Linked DNA regions of Ctenopharyngodon idella: region 2 is linked to region 1. The links are chromatin contacts, called in public Hi-C maps. All regions are on one chromosome and are shown on one strand. Each heading gives the region's core, a stretch centred on a gene start, on an enhancer-like site or on the middle of the called end of the contact. The rest is flanking DNA. Distances are from core to core; before and after follow the strand shown.

Region 1 (3,689 bases), core at 461-2,960:
CCCGACTCAAGCGCTCCATGACATAGTTGCCCATCACATGGGCCTCACAAATAGCAGTGTGGGCTGGGCCCCTGTCGCAGAACTATTTTAAAGGAGTGTATTTGCTATGGCTTAAAGACGCAGCACTAGGGACAGACAGCAGACGGTCTCAAGGCATAGACTACTCAAAGATTAACTTGCAAATGGTGCTCCAAAATGAGTTTTAGTGCCAAAAGACCAGTATAAAATAGTTTAATGACTCAACAATAAGGACTGCATGATGGCCCGGAGCCAAAGTGAAAAGTGCTTGTTCAATTGGGTTCATCATTTAGTATGCTTTTATATCTTGTCAATTTAAACATTATGTTTTTAAAAACTCAAGAAGATCCAAACAGAACAGGCAGGAGCCAGTAAAAATCTGAACCATCAGCCTGACCAGGCCAGTAGAGGGAAAAAAAAAAAACATTCTTGAGCCCTGAGTGTAAAAGAAATGGGGGAAATGGGCAGCTGAGCTGATTGTTGATTTGTTTTAATGATAGTTTTAATGGGATGATTTTTAGTATAAAATTTGCACCATGTAAAGCAATGAGAAACCCAATTTGAAGAAATATCTGAAAAAGTGCAGCCTAAACTGACTGCAGGTTTCAGAATACTCAGATAACAAACTGAAATGCCATGGTGTGTGAAAACCTCTAAATTGCCATGGAAAAGCTGCCAAATATCACATTAATTTCCACTGTGATGATTCTTTGAAATAGTAGCCTATAAGACCAGAAAACAGCAAGTCAGCAGCAGTCAGGTTCTGGCATCCTATCTGACCGTCCTGTCTCTATCATTTCTGTCCCAACCTCTTCCTCCCTTCAAACTACCCACACAACAGTATCCAAGGGTCCAAGTAATATTTAACAGACATGCATCATGAGTGATGTTTTATTGTTCCTGAAAACCCAGCCATGTGGTTACAACAAGAAACAGCCTATTTACTTCCATTCGGTGAAGTAAACTATGAATAAACATCTGATAAACAGTTTTAAAACAGAAACTATCAGCTATCAGGGTTGGTCACATGTTACAGCTGACTGGTGAACTCGCTGACATTGTAGATCAGTTGTTTAGTCTGTTTAACCCAGTCAGCGGTCTACCTAGACAGCATTTATAGGCATCATTTTTATGTGAACCATGACAGTTCACTGGGTTCTTCAACGTATAATAATGTCGTGTTTCCTCTTTAGTAACGGTGTAAGATTTAAACATGAGACGATTTCACAACATCTGACTGAACATGCTGAACATGACCAAGCGTTTCCACCGGCAAAGACTCAAAACCACCTTCCACTTCAGTCAACTCCGAATAAATCTCACAAGCGCCTGTTTGAAAAGCGTTTTAGCTTCAAATATTTGCTCTCAGGTTCACTGGTAAACCTATAGGTCGAGTACAGCAATGTGCTAAGCTAACTGGCCCTTTACACTCACGCTTTAACTGACATGATGTAGCTTCTCTCGGATTTTTAGCTACAGATTTGCTCCCTAAAAACCACAAACAGAAATAACTCGTCAAAAAATAGTATAGGTTGAATACTTACCCATCGTACTTTCTTTACTGATATACGCCTTGATGATTGGTAATATCAACGCTGTAATCTTAACACTCTCCTTGTCTTCCAGAATTTGCTTCTCACAAACAATATGTCGGTGATCTACGGAGAGCCGAAGGAGACAAACATAATGAGAGCGTTTCCAATTTGTGTCCTACGAAACGCCGAGCAAAATGAGAGAATAGTCTGTCAAAAAGAGATAGGCTAATATATTCTATAATTATTATAGAATATAATAATGTTTTTATTCTCTAATGTATTTTTTAGTGATTTACTGCATAATTACCTACACATTGTGAAAATATCTTCTATGATAAATAGCCTAATATTTGTCCCTGAAAATTGTATTTCAAGAACTAGTTTGCTATAGGCTATAAGCTTGCTGATACACAATACAAAAATACTGTCAACTAATGTGGTGAAGCAAATATTGTTTTATTATTTTGTGCATATTAATGCCAAGACAAATGTTCAGTTCTACTAAGAAAATGTAAACACAAAAGGGTGCATAATCTATAATCATATTAAGAATAATAACATATTTGTACATACTTGTCAGTATGATATTATTTTACATTTTTGTATTTATACAACACTATTTTTTTCAGTAGTACTGTTTCATGTATAAAATCATCTCAATTTATGTAGTCTATATGGAACTTCCCCAGTAATAATAAGTGCAAATCTGCATTTACATAAACAAAATCTATAATAAATCTATGTAATCTATATTGAAAACTATATTGAAGCATTTCACATTTTGTTTTAACCTGTTCTTGAAACATAATTTATTTTATTAATGATGAAGAATTCATCAGCTGTTCCCCAAGTTTTACACCATTTTCCAAACAAGGAAGTACCTAATAAAAAGGGTATTATTATATTTTATCTATATATCAATTTGATAAATAAACAAACAAAAATAGTGGATAATACAATATTTCTTGATATAGACTACACAGCCTATTTTAGAATTTATATTAATCTTTTTTTTTTTCTTTCTTTCCTGATTCAGACCAAAGACCCATAAATTTATCCTGTCCTGAATGTGGCAATATGGAGCTCACAGTGGATTGTCTTTGCAGCCTTGTGACTCCATTAACGCGCTCGGCTCGGCACAAATTGAATGTGACGCAATAACAGAGTGTGCTGCACCTGCACTCAATTCTCTGCGAGCAGGTAGCGATAAATTATTGTACAACTCCTGTGTTTGGGCCCCTGACGACATTGCGTTCAATGAACACTTGGGGGCAACATTGGATTAACTCAGTGAGGGCCCCAAAGGGGACTCGCCATGTAGAGAGATTTTTTATCTTGTTCCTGAGACACTCTGGATTTACATTTACATGGTTTAGTGTGATGTGAAATAATGAAATGTATAAGTTCTTCACATCTGCAACCTTACCAGCACTGCTGATGTCAGTTTTCCTGCAGTGGTTTACAGTTTTCCACCAATTCCTAATTTAAGGACCATCAAACCTGATCTTGTGTAGCTAGGCAGTTTAAAAGAATGGGGAAATAATACAGATTCATTTATCAGTGCCAAGTTTTTAAAAGGTAAGTCGTGACCCCAAGTAGAAAGAAATTCCTATATCTGGTATAAGCAATATGTTTCAGTATGCTGTGTAATAATGGCCACACAGTTTTATTGTTTTCACAAAAATGAGAATTATTGTATTTCTCGGACCCCGTAGTTGCCAAATCTATGAATAGAAAGTCATTTACATTTTGAAATATTTAAATCTTGTATTCTGATTAAATTTGCATTCCTGCCCCAATAGTGAATTCTCCCAGCCATAAAGTCAGACAAAGTAAGGAAGGAAGGCTTAAAGAATATTTATAGAAATATGAATTGCTCTCCTGCATATTTATTTAAGCCTGTCAGCGCTCTTGTACATCTAATCAATAACCAGTGCTATACGCAAGTATTTACACTTGACAATACTACTGTGGCTTCGAGCATTATACAGCCAACTAGTAATTAAGATTAAATAAAGATTAAGTTCCCTTTAGACTTCATTTAATTATACCATGCCGGCTGTTCTCATTTGCTATTGTATATGCGTGTTTGCTGATGAAAAGCAACCACGTAGACCATGCAGTTTGCTTGTTAAT
Region 2 (3,689 bases), core at 863-3,362, 260 kb after region 1:
ATTAAATTCTTGTTCTGAATAAACAAGTTCTACTTTACTCTGTCTTTATACTTGTACAATACCGAATACCTCAAAAATCCTCAGGTGACCTCTGCTTGCGATTACTCGGGTGTTACACATTCCTTCAACACCAAATCTGAAGCAGTGCACATGTAATCGAGTAAACTGGCACAACATACACATTCCTAAATACCACAATGACACTCACTTTAGGGTACTGCTTGACAGGTATGAGAACCCTCTCCTTCAGTTTGATGTTTTTCGTTGTAAAGAGGTCCAGGTAGCTTTCTGTATCTTTCTCGGTCTCCCCTTTCTGAACCCTTTCGATTTCTGAAAAGCACGAGAAACATTAGGCACAGGATTTGAACATTTAAATGTAAACTAAAACTACTAGATATTTGAAGACACTTTTACCAATCATTGCTCAACCAACTAAAATATACTATCAAACCGATTCCACTAGAAACATTTGCACATGTTTCTTGACTTCCACATTCTCCACTTATTGCAAAGTTCAAAGCAGTTTTGCCCATTTTAAGATTAAAACCCCAATGAATACATACTCAACAGGGATCATATATTCACTTATATCATACAAATATATTATTTTTCCCCACATAACATGCTGGATAATGATTACAAGCTTATAGGCCTGAAATATTTTCTCCCTCCCTTTCTAGGTCATTTTAACTTCAATGGCAAGTCTGAGACTTAAGTGTTTGCTTCAGGTTGCAAAGAAAAGTGCTTGCCTCAAAGACACTGGGAGGGAAAACCATCCATCAATAGACTCAGCTTCACTAGGGGAATTTTCAACGCAAGTCTGATGCTAAACACTGAACATTTAACACGCCTCTGCAAATGTAACTTATGGAACCTATTTGCTGATATATAACACAAGATACAGTTAAACTCCCACTAGACTGATGATATAAGACGTGGTGAAACGAGGCCAGGAAAAGACATTTCCTACACCAAAAAAAAAAAAAAAAAAAATCCACTTCGTCTCCAGATGCAACACTTCCCACACTACAGGCACATATGGTCCGGAACATGGTTTTTATTACTACGACAAATCTCAAACTTAAGATTTTCAGCCGTCTTCAATTTAATTTGATCGGGCTTGGACGATTTCATCTAAAGCTTTCCAGATCTTTCAATCTAGTCAAACACGATAAGTGCATGTAACGCTAGGCTGGGACTCGACGCGTACAATGAAACGCCACGTTGACCCCTTAGATACAGAGCCCTCCTTACAAACAAACAATGGGCGGCAAATCTTAAAAAAAAAAAAAAAAAAAAAAAAAAAAAGTGTATTGCGATATTCTATTTTATCAGTTTTTAACAAGATTTAACAAATCTAATTAGCTATCGTAAAGTTGTATAAAACACGTCATTTTAAAGTTCACACTTTCGGTTAAACCCAATCCAGTACGCGGCTCACGGAGAGCTCGAATGAGCAGAAATGGGAATGCTGCCCGGGGGATGACGGGGGGTAAAACTCTACAGGATTACAGCTTTCGATCGAACACAATGGAGAAGGATGCAAAGAACTGATACCATCCACGAAAAGTTGAGTTTGTCTCTCCGGAAAACCAATAACTACACGCCGAAAATGGCTTCGGCAGCACGTGCCTGGCTCGAGCTAAGTACACGAACCCCCTAGCGCGCTGAAATAAGACTTTGTAACGGTCGCCCTCTGTCCCACGAGCAACTACAGTCGATTCCCACAGTTTCCCTCCAAATAAAACTGCTATTTATCTACATCCGAAAAGTCACTCGGTTAGGTGTTAATGTATCCCTCCTTCGTTTTCACAAACGGCTTTACCTGCTGATATAAGTTTCATGGCGTGCGTGAACGACGCGTCCAGACTGTCTCGTTCCGCCAGCAGCTGCGGGAGGTATTTGTTCTCGTTCTCCATGTTGAGTTTGTAAGTTAATGAAGATTTATACACCAAACGTCCGACAGTGAAACTATTTCAGTATCCACTTCCTGCAAAAGGTAATACGAACACACGCGTGACTGCTGCTGCTGTAGACCGTGCTGTAACTGTGGTGAGTCTCAATGGCTCCTGTTCTCCGGCGTGCGGTTGGAAACAGATGAACAAAAGCTTGAGACGAGCTCAAATGACTTGAGCGAGCGGAAATTACGTCACGAAAACTAGACCTATGGGACCGCCCACTTTGATGTGAAAGTTTTTGGATTGTCTATTCAAAATTGAATTTGCTTCGGGGAGAGGCTGTCCGTCCTATTCATTAATTCACACACATACTCACACAATAATAATAATATAAAATATATGAAATTACATAAGTACATTATTAAATATATGAAATCACACATTAGTGCTGAACTGGTCATACTAAAATGATCTGTGTTCTTCCATTAAATGTAAGACGGTTATGCATGAATTAATATGCTGTCTGGTTTTTGAAGACATCCACAAAGGTTTTGCATAAGCTTCTGGGCTCATCTAAGTGGTAAGTTATGAAGGAATAGCGCGCACCACATAATGTAATGTTTGCTGCCCCCCTCTGGATAAAAATGGAAAATGAATTACATTCAGGGGTTGGTGGTGAAAAATTTGGACACAATTGATATGGCAAAATTGTAAACATGACCAGTTTGCTTGTCCATTGAACTATAAATTACAATATAGCAATAATTTATTATAATATAGTAATGATTATAGTATAGTAATGATTTACATGCTTATTAATTCATTACAGTTACAAGACGATCTTGGCACAGTATATCACATTTTGAATTCATGCAGTTATACTATTATCATTTTATAGGCATCCTTCATTTAAACTCAAATGTGCTTGTTTTCCTTCATCGCTTGTGCTTCTCTCTTCTACTGTAAACACAGCTTCTCTCTGCCAGTGCTGGTGAGCGGTGAGGTCAGCCGTGGCTCAGCATTGCTAGGAGGCCAGTGAAGCCTTTTTGTCCAGTGAAAGCTTTCAGAACTGTCACACCTGCTTAGGCCTTTAGCACCACTACCACCACCCTCCGCTCCCCTTTCCCCTCAGCCTCGCTCAAGGTTAACACACTCTGTTTGTGCATGTCAGACTATTCAAACTCATAAAGAAGTGGCTGCTGACTGCTGTGGCCTTTGAGCTTGGCTTGGCTAGCATATATTTCTCTCTTTTTTGAGCTGCTTTATCACTCTCCTTCTCTATATTTTCCAGGGTCACCGTTTAAATTCACAGGGACCCATGCAGGACAAAATATGTATAGGTGAACCAACCCACTGAGTAGATTTATTTAATATGTTTATTTCCCTGATGTTTCTGTCACATCTTTTTATTTAAAAAGCTTTTGAAGAAAACCAAATGAGTTGTTTTATAATCATATTTCAGCATCTTGTTCCCTTAAAAAAAAAAAAAAAAATTATCTTCTCAGCACCTGTTAGCAGGAAACTTGTGACAAAACATCCTGTGACCTGAGGCAAACACTTTCTTTTCTTCTGCTAGTGTAGCAACACATTTAACAAACCTCTTCTGCTCTACTAATAACTGACAAATGACGCATCAGTTATGTTAACTTTCAAAAACCAGTTTTAATTTTAGTTACTGAAATCTATAGAGAACACACCTTTTAATACCATATACAGTGGTAACACTTTAGAATACGTTTCTCATTACTACACAGGAAGAAAAAAATTAGTGACACAATTGTTACATTTTCA

The links. A called contact is a pair of places that touch in the nucleus more often than the background predicts.
Region 2: a Hi-C map of muscle shows a contact between it and region 1, with 5 times the contacts expected there. The contact joins the promoter of khdrbs1b here to the promoter of kpna6 in region 1. A contact is called at or near these places in 2 of 2 Hi-C or Micro-C datasets (both in muscle).

Annotation. Positions count from the first base shown.
Region 1 is chr19:22,584,446-22,588,134 of HZGC01, forward strand. It overlaps kpna6 (karyopherin alpha 6 (importin alpha 7)), which reads right to left and starts at 1,711. Exons shown (of 14, transcript XM_051872337.1): 1 at 1,563-1,711. The coding sequence starts at 1,566.
Region 2 is chr19:22,844,755-22,848,443 of HZGC01, forward strand. It overlaps khdrbs1b (KH domain containing, RNA binding, signal transduction associated 1b), which reads right to left and starts at 2,113. Exons shown (of 11, transcript XR_007926490.1): 1 at 1,826-2,113; 2 at 209-330.